Regions from separate parts of the Hordeum vulgare genome. Here region 1 is linked to region 2. Evidence: chromatin contacts called from public Hi-C data. All regions are on one chromosome and are shown on one strand. The core of a region is the stretch at or near the end of the contact, and the rest is flanking DNA. Distances in the headings are between cores, read along the strand shown. Region 1 has its middle 13 kb from the start of LOC123449871. Region 2 holds the start of LOC123449869 (probable receptor-like protein kinase At5g24010).

What was found. Hi-C and Micro-C count contacts between places; a contact is called where the count stands out from the background.
Region 1: a Hi-C map of leaf shows a contact between it and region 2, with 3 times the contacts expected there. The contact joins the enhancer-like site here to the promoter of LOC123449869 in region 2. A contact is called at or near these places in 3 of 6 Hi-C or Micro-C datasets (leaf and seedling).

The regions. Positions count from the first base shown.
Region 1 is chr4H:594,316,916-594,320,924 of MorexV3_pseudomolecules_assembly, forward strand. No RefSeq gene overlaps it. Among protein-coding and RNA genes, the nearest start is that of LOC123449871, 13 kb to the right of the region's middle. Within about 2 kb of position 1,331, at least 3 of the 3 cell types and tissues checked have open chromatin away from gene starts, as enhancers often do. A contact at or near this core is called in leaf and seedling, where this site is marked.
Region 2 is chr4H:594,134,089-594,138,162 of MorexV3_pseudomolecules_assembly, forward strand. It overlaps LOC123449869 (probable receptor-like protein kinase At5g24010), which reads right to left and starts at 2,506. Exons shown (of 1, transcript XM_045127222.1): 1 at 1-2,506. The coding sequence starts at 2,199.

The DNA.
Region 1 (4,009 bases), core at 81-2,580, 180 kb after region 2:
TTAATTTTCCTATCAATAACTCAAAAAATAAAAATTGTTCAACATATCCAAAAAATGATCGAAAAATTCCGAAATTGTTGCAGAATTTTAAAAATTCATTCAGCTTGTCGAAATATCTTCAAAGTTCAAAATTATTTTCAAGTTCTCTAGAAACTGTTTGCAATTAAAAAAATGTTGGAAATATCAAACATTTTTTAGTTTATTAAACTAATTTCATTTTGGAAAATTGTTCTTAAATTTCGAAAAATCTTCTTGCTTTTGGGACAAGTTACAAATTTAAAAACGTTGTCATTTTTCAACGCTGTTCATAAATTCACAAAAGGTATGTGCTTTTCAAGAAATATTGTGAATGCATTTGTTAAAAAACATCATAAAATTACAAAAAATGTTCTAGCGTTAATGAACATATTTCCATTTTCGAAAATAGTTGGTAAGTTGGTGTTCTCAGAAATGTTCACATTTTTAAAACTCCAGAAATATGAAAAATTAAACATGAACAACCAATTTTTATAAAGAAAGAAGATTTTTTGAAATTCCGAACATTTTATGAAATTTTGGAAACACTCTACATTTTTTAAATTTCCAAAAATATTAAGTTCAACAACAGATTTTAAGTTCTCGAAAGTGCTCCAACATTTTTTAAACACGAAGTTTTCTTTTGGAACATGAACATTTTTTTGAAATTTTGAACAAATTGGAAAACAGGAATTGTTTGCAAACAAATTTTGGAAACACGAACAATTTTTATATTATGTACAAAAAGTAAAAAATGAGAACATTTTCTGAAATTTTGAAGAAATTTTGTAAACTAGAATTGTTTTTGAAATTCCTTAAAAAAAATTCAAGCATGAACATATTTAAAAATTGCGAGGAAAAAATTTCCAACAGAAAAAATACGAAAAACATAAAAATAAAAAAGAAATAACAAACGGAAAGAAAAAGAAAAAAAGTAAACAGATAAAGAAAAATGAAAAGAAAACAAGAAACAAAAGTAAAAAAATCTCGGTTCAGGAACCTTTTTGAAGGTTCCGAAAACCAAGAAAAAACGACTATTAAATTTGTTGAAGGTTTCTAAAACTAGAAGGTTGTAGGATATCAGCTTCGGGTTGCGTGGGTTGCCTCATGCGCGGACCCGGGGTCGACGTGTGTTGATGGTGTCCAGTTGGGGCATGTTATACTAATTTTCGATCGGTTGTTGTTAATTAACTGGACAACTCTCTACTACTTTTTTAATAACTAAGATCCTAAAGAAACGTGTTGAAAAAGAGCGCTCCCACACGTTAACGGCCCGGCCCACCATGATGCACAGAGAGTCCAATACGATTTTGCTACAGGAGCTCCTACCTGCCGCTCATTGCGCCGCATACGGGGCGCCCCAACTGGGCTGTCGCAGCTCCGTTTCAATTTTTTCTTTTGCTACTTTTTCGTCTTCTGTTTATTTCCTTTTTTGAATTCGTTTTTTCTTGCTTTTTTCCTTTTAGTTTTGTATTTGAAGCAAAAAAAATCAAAGTTGAAGAACAATTTTGCAAAATCATGAACAAATTTGGAAGCGCAAAGAATTTTCTAAAGAACGAATATTTTTGAATCTTGAGAACAAAATTTCGAAAAGAGAACAATTTTCAAAACCCCAAACAAATTTGAAAGTGCGAATAAATTTTTAAAGCACAAATAGTTTTTGAATTTTGAGAACGAATTTTAAAACTGAGAACAATTTTGGAAAATCTTGAACAGATTTGAAAACGCAAACAATGTTTTGAAGCATAAATATTTTTTGAATCTTGAGAACAAAATTTTGAAAAGGAGAACAATTTTGAAAACCCCGAACAAATTTGAAAGCACTAACAAATTTCTAAAACACGAACATGTTTTGAATTTTCAGAAAAGTGTTGAAACCGAGAAAAAAATTGAAAAATCTTGAACAAATTTGCAAGCCCGAACATTTTTTGGATCTTGAGAACAAAATTTCGGAACCGCGATCAATTTTGAAAACCCCCAAAACAAATTGGAAGGGCGAATAATAATTTAAAGCACGAATATTTTGTGAATTTTGAAAAAGAAATTTTGAAAACCCCGAACAATTTTGAAACCGAAAACAATTTTCAAAGAATCCTAGAAAAAATTGGAAGCGCGAACAATTTTAAAAGAACAGGAACATATTCCTAATTCGTGATAAACTTTTAAAATTGCGATTGGTTATTTGAAAATGAGAGCATTTTTTGAAACACGAACATTTTTTTAATTTCGAAACAAAAATTTGAATATAGGAACATTTTTCAAAATGTGAACATTCTTTGATTCTACGAACACATTTGAAACCGCGAACATTTTTCAAATTGTGCACAAATTTGAAAACATGCACAAATTTCCAATTCGTGAAAAAAATTATGAAAGTATGATCATTTTTAAATTGTGAACAAATTTTGAATGAATGGTAACATATTTGTAATTCGTGAATAGAATTTTAAAATTGTGACTGGTTTTCTGAAAATGAGGGCATTTTTTGAAAACACAAACATCTTTTAAATTTCAAAAATAAAATTTGAAAATGGGCACGATTTTCATATCGGTGAACAAATTTTGAAAAACTAGAACATTTTTCGAAAATCTAGAATACATTTGGGCTTCTTTTCTATTCTGAAAGAGAAGTTGCTAAGTTCGCCTCACCTACTCCTCGAGTACCGCTTAAGAAAAAAAAAACTCCTCCTCGGGGTTTTCCTTCCCACGCATCATCTCTGTTTGATTTTTCTTATATTTTTTTGATAGTGTCAACTGATGCGTGATACGTTCATTTTGCATCCTGCTTTCATGTTGATATTTATTAATTTATGGGCTGTTATATTACTTTGTGCTACCATATTTATGCATTTTCTCTCTTATTTTGCAAGGTTTATTTGAAGAGGGAGAATTCAGTCAGCTGGAATTCTTGACTGGAAAAGGAGCAAATCTTAGTCCACTATTCTGCACATCTTCAAATGCCCTAAAAATTTACGTGGAATTTTTTGGGATTATATAAAAAATACTGGGCGAAAGAAGTACCGGAGTGGGGCTGCCAGGGCACCACAAGCCCTACCACCGCCACCCCCTGGTGGCGGAGTGGGGGCTTGTGGGCTCCCTGACGGCCCACTAGCCCCCCTCTTTTGCTATATGAAGGGTTTCGTTCCAAAAAAATCAATCGGAAGCTTTTCCGTGGTTTCGCCGCCACCATGAGGCGGAACTTGAGCAGATCCAATCTAGAGCTCCGGCATGACGATCCTGCAGGGGAAACTTCCATCCTAGAGGGGGAAATCGTCGTCATCGTCATCACCAACACTCCTCTCGTCGGAGGGGAGGCATCTTCATCAACATCTTCATCAACACCATCTCCTCTGTGTTGGAAATATGCCCTAGAGGCAATAATAAATTAGTTATTATTATATTTCTTTGTTCATGATAATCGTTTATTATCCATGCTATAATTGTATTGATTGGAAACACAATACTTGTGTGGATACATAGACAAAACACTGTCCCTAGTAAGCCTCTAGTTGACTAGCTCGTTGATCAAAGATGGTCAAGGTTTCCTGACCATAGGCAAGTGTTGTCACTTGATAACGGGATCACATCATTAGGAGAATCATGTGATGGACTAGACCCAAACTAATAGACGTAGCATTTGTGGAAATTGTTTCGCAGTTCATGCCACCTGAAACACCATAGTGTGATGATGTATCTGAACGTCATAGCCACGCCCTATTTGATATGGTGCATACTATGATGTCTCTTATCGAATTACCACTATCGATTATGGGTTATGCATTAGAGACAACCGCATTCACTTTGAATAGGGCACTGCGTATCTCGTTGAGATGACACAGTATAGACTGAGGTTTAGAGAAATCTAAGCTGTCGTTTCTTGAAAGTTTGGGGCTGCGATGCTTTTGTGCAAAAAGGTTTCAGTCTGATAAGCTCGAACCCAAAGCGGATGAAAGCATCTTCATAGGATATCCAAAACGGTTGGATACATCTCCTA
Region 2 (4,074 bases), core at 1,256-3,755:
GCTCTGGTCGATGACCGGGCGCGCGCAGAGCACCTCGAAGAGCACCACGCCGAAGGAGTAGACGTCGGAGCGGTCCGTGAGCTGCTGCGTCTTGAAGTACTCCGGGTCCAGGTACCCGAAGCTGCCCTTCACCGCCGTGCTGACGTGCGTCTCCCCCAGCGACGGCCCGATGCGCGACAGCCCGAAGTCGGCCACCTTGGCGATTATCGCGGCGCCGCCGCTGGCGCTGCCGCCGCCGTGGTCGTCGGTCCCGAGGAGGATGTTGGTGGACTTGACGTCGCGGTGGATGATGTTCTCCGAGTAGCCGCAGTGCAGGTAGTGCAGGCCCCTGGCGGCGCCGATGCAGATCTCCAGCCGCTGCTTCCAGGACAGCGTCGGCTCGTCGGAGCCGTAGAGGTGGCTCCGCAGCGTGCCCTTCTCCATGTACTCGTACACCAGGATCATCTCCGCCTGCTCGTTGCAGTAGCCGATGAGCGCCACCAGGTGCCGGTGCCGGATGCCGGACAGCACCACGATCTCCGTCTGGAACTCCGGCAGGCCCTGCTTGGAGGCGCGCATGGCGCGCTTCACGGCCACGGGCGTGCCGTCGGCCAGCGCGCCCTTGTACACGTTGCCGAAGCCGCCGACGCCGATGAGGTTGCGGTCGTGGAAGTTGTCCGTGGCGGCCTTGACCTCCGCCAGCGAGATGTGCAGCTTGGTGCTCACCCTCTGCATCCTGGCGGTCGTGCCCTCGCTGGACCGGTTCGTCGACTCGTCCGCCCAGCCGGAGACGCCTTCCTGCGTGTACGGAGACCACGGAAGCTGCGTGCTCTCCTTATCCTCCGTCGACGCCGGCGGCGCCACCTGCCTCCGCTTCCTCCGCAGCACGACGAAAAAGCAGAGCACCGCGCACGCAAGAACGGCGGCGCCGAGCACCGTCGCGAGCACGATGACGATGATGGTTTTCTTCGTCAGACCGTGCGGCCTCGGGGAGCTCAGGTTGGCGGACTGCAGCTTCATGATCTCCAGCCCGTTGAGTATGCCGCCTCCGCTGCTTTTCGGCGACCAACCGATGCTGACGGTGAGGTTCCCGGCTCTCGGCGCCATGGCCGCGTAGTCCACGTAAAAGGCCTCGTTCGGCTGCCTCGCCCGATCCTCTGGCGAGAGGTCTAGAGTGGCAAGGGCTTGCGCGACGTAAACGTTGAAGACGATGCCAACACCGACGACAGAGCTGACCACCTCATAGTCACAGAAGTGGAGACGGACGAGGTAGCGGGAGCCTGCCTCCGCCGGGAACGTCCACGTGACGTTGAAGTTCAGGCCCGGCGTTGTCGCCCGCATCAAGTCTGTCACGTTCGCCGCGCGCTGCGTCCTGTACACGACGTCTGGTGCCACCTCCCTTGTGGTCGGCGGGTTGTAGATGATCGGGCTCGACGTGTTGTTCACAACCGACTGCCCGGGGGCGCCGAAGAGGTAGGGGCCGTCGGGGAGCCAGGTCCGCCACAGCGTGTCGTTCTCCCTGGTCACCATGGGCCCGCCGACGTTGAGGCGGTACACCGTCTCCAGCGCGGCGAGCTGCCACTGGGGCAAGCCGGTGCCCTCCAGGACGCCCACCGGCACCACCGAGGTCGAGCCGTTCCAAAGCAGCTCCGGCGGGGCCGGGAACAGCTCGACGGCATTGACGAACGCGGAGGAGCCGGCGTCCGGGCTGAACCTGACGGTGAAATCTCCCGACCGGCCGCGAGGGAGGAAGAACTCCTTGACGATGCCGTCGGCCGGCGGCGAGAAGTTGCGCAGCAGGGCGTAGGCGTCGAGGACCGAGACGGTGAAGCGCGCGGAGGAGAGGCTGGTGGAGGAGGAGGCGGGGACGAAGGGGAAGAAGTGGAGGCGCAGGACGAGGAACGACGACGCGCCCGCCGTGTCCGGGTAGGTGAGGCGGTAGGAGAAGTCGGAGCTGCCGGCGCGCGCCGCGGCGTAGAGAGGGGAGGCCGCGCTGGAGCTGGCGCCGGCAGACACCGCAGGGGCGCGTGCGGGCGAGAAGTAGCCGGCGTCCGGGACGAAGGTGCGCGCGGGGTTGTCGGACGGGAAGGAGATGTTGGCGCCCGCGCCGCACGCGAGGAAGATGGTGAAGTCCGGGGAGGAGGCGGCGAGGGCGATGTACGGGAGGACCGTGGGGACGAGAAGGAGGAGGAGGAGGGGGAGTAGGACGTGGACGGCCATTAAGGTCACGCGGTAGTGGAGCCGTGGCCGGGCGTGCGGGTGGTGGGAGATGAGGTGATCATGGGGATAACAACGAACGAGTGCGGCGGACGGTGGTGGTGGTGGAGGCAACACGGCGGAAGGTGCAGAGTGGTGTGTTGACTCGGGCAGCGGGAAGGTGGACTTGGACTTGGAATTGGCAGCGGCAACGATGGAATTGGTGTGCCCGTGTGTGTTTGGCAGCGGGTGCTGGACTGGAGTGATTGGGGCATTGAAAACTCGGGTTAATTCCTCCACTGGTCATCATCAAGTGGCACCCATTGTTTTTGGTATACTAGTTCGGAAGAAAATCCAAGGGGCACTCATTTATTCAGCTGAAAAGTACCCCTGCTTGTTGTTTTCTGGACATTTTCCCCCCTCCTGGATGATTGCTTGCTCTATGGTCGATGTTACTTGAAGGAAATGCTTCCTAAAAATCAATTCCTTTTCCTTGATAAATTGTTTTTGTTTTGATTTTGACTAATTTACTACTCACTCCGTCTCATAATATAATGTCAAAAACGATTTTATATTTTGATACCATGGAAGTAATATTTGCTGCAAAGATAGAATCTGTAGTGTATGTTTTACAGTATTCTCACGAAAAGTAAAAGCCAAAAAACATAAACCAAATGATTGGTGGCGACCAAGAAGCTAACAACGTCGAGTGTCGCGAAGCGTGCGATTCATCCTGACGCCTCCAGCAACCACGACTAAGCAGTAGCGCCGCGGCATGATTGATGGTATTATAGTGGCAGGTCATCGACTCGCTTCACCTTTTCACAAAGTGGGATGAGAAAGTGTTTATAAAAATAAAAGCAAAACAAAATGCCCTTAAAGTGGGATGAGAAAGTGTTTATAAAAATAAAAGCAAAACAAAATGCCCTTAAAGTGGGAACACACATATTTTAGAGTAAATTTCATTTTACCACTTAGTTTGAACTTTGTGACATATTTTATCTCATTTTAAAAAAAGTCGCTCTTTATACCCGAGTTGATGGTACACTTTACCCCCATTGCCCCCCCCCCCCCAATTTCGTGTTGAATGGGCGTACCATGTAGGCCGATTTTTCTTTTCCCCCTCTCGGTTCGCATTTGGTTTATTTATCTATTTTTTCCTGGTTATAGCTACTTTTGTCTCGGTTTAAAAGAGTGGGTCTTGCCAGATGGGATGAATGAAAGAAATCGAAAAGTATGTGGCTGGGTAGGGCATCAAACCGAAGATCTCCTTCTTCTGGCCACCTCAGACGCGCTGACGGGGTTATACATTAGGGGTAGTCCTACGGACCTGCATCACTAGGCCTACCTAAGACCCTACATGGACATCAGCGTCCCAAAAGCCATCGGTGCAGTCATGACCTCACTCGGACAAGCATATCTTCACTCGGACCGCACAAGGACACTCGGATCGTCTCGTGTCAGTCGGGTGTGCTCCGGCACTCGGACTGCGGCAAGGCGTGGGCAACGAAGGGACTGCAACGTCTACAGACTTAAACTATCACATGAAGTGCAGTAAAGACGTGTGTTCCCAGTAATGCTAGAGTTAGAACTGCCGTTACTAGTAACCTTCGTAATTATTAGCATTAACTCGCCCTTGTAATGAGGCTCGGACGGTCGTGGTGCACTCTATATAAGTCACCCCGAGCTCCTGACCGGGGGTTCAACATCTTGTACTATCGCATACCCCTTAAGAAAACATCAGCCTCAGGGTTCGAGACGTAGGGTTGTTACCACTCCCGAGTGGGGCCCAAACTCGTACATCCGAGTGAATCCACTCCGCCATAGCTAGGCTCCGCCCCTCATTCGTAACCCTGGTATTATTGTTACGATCATTCCCACGACAGTTGGTGTCCATCG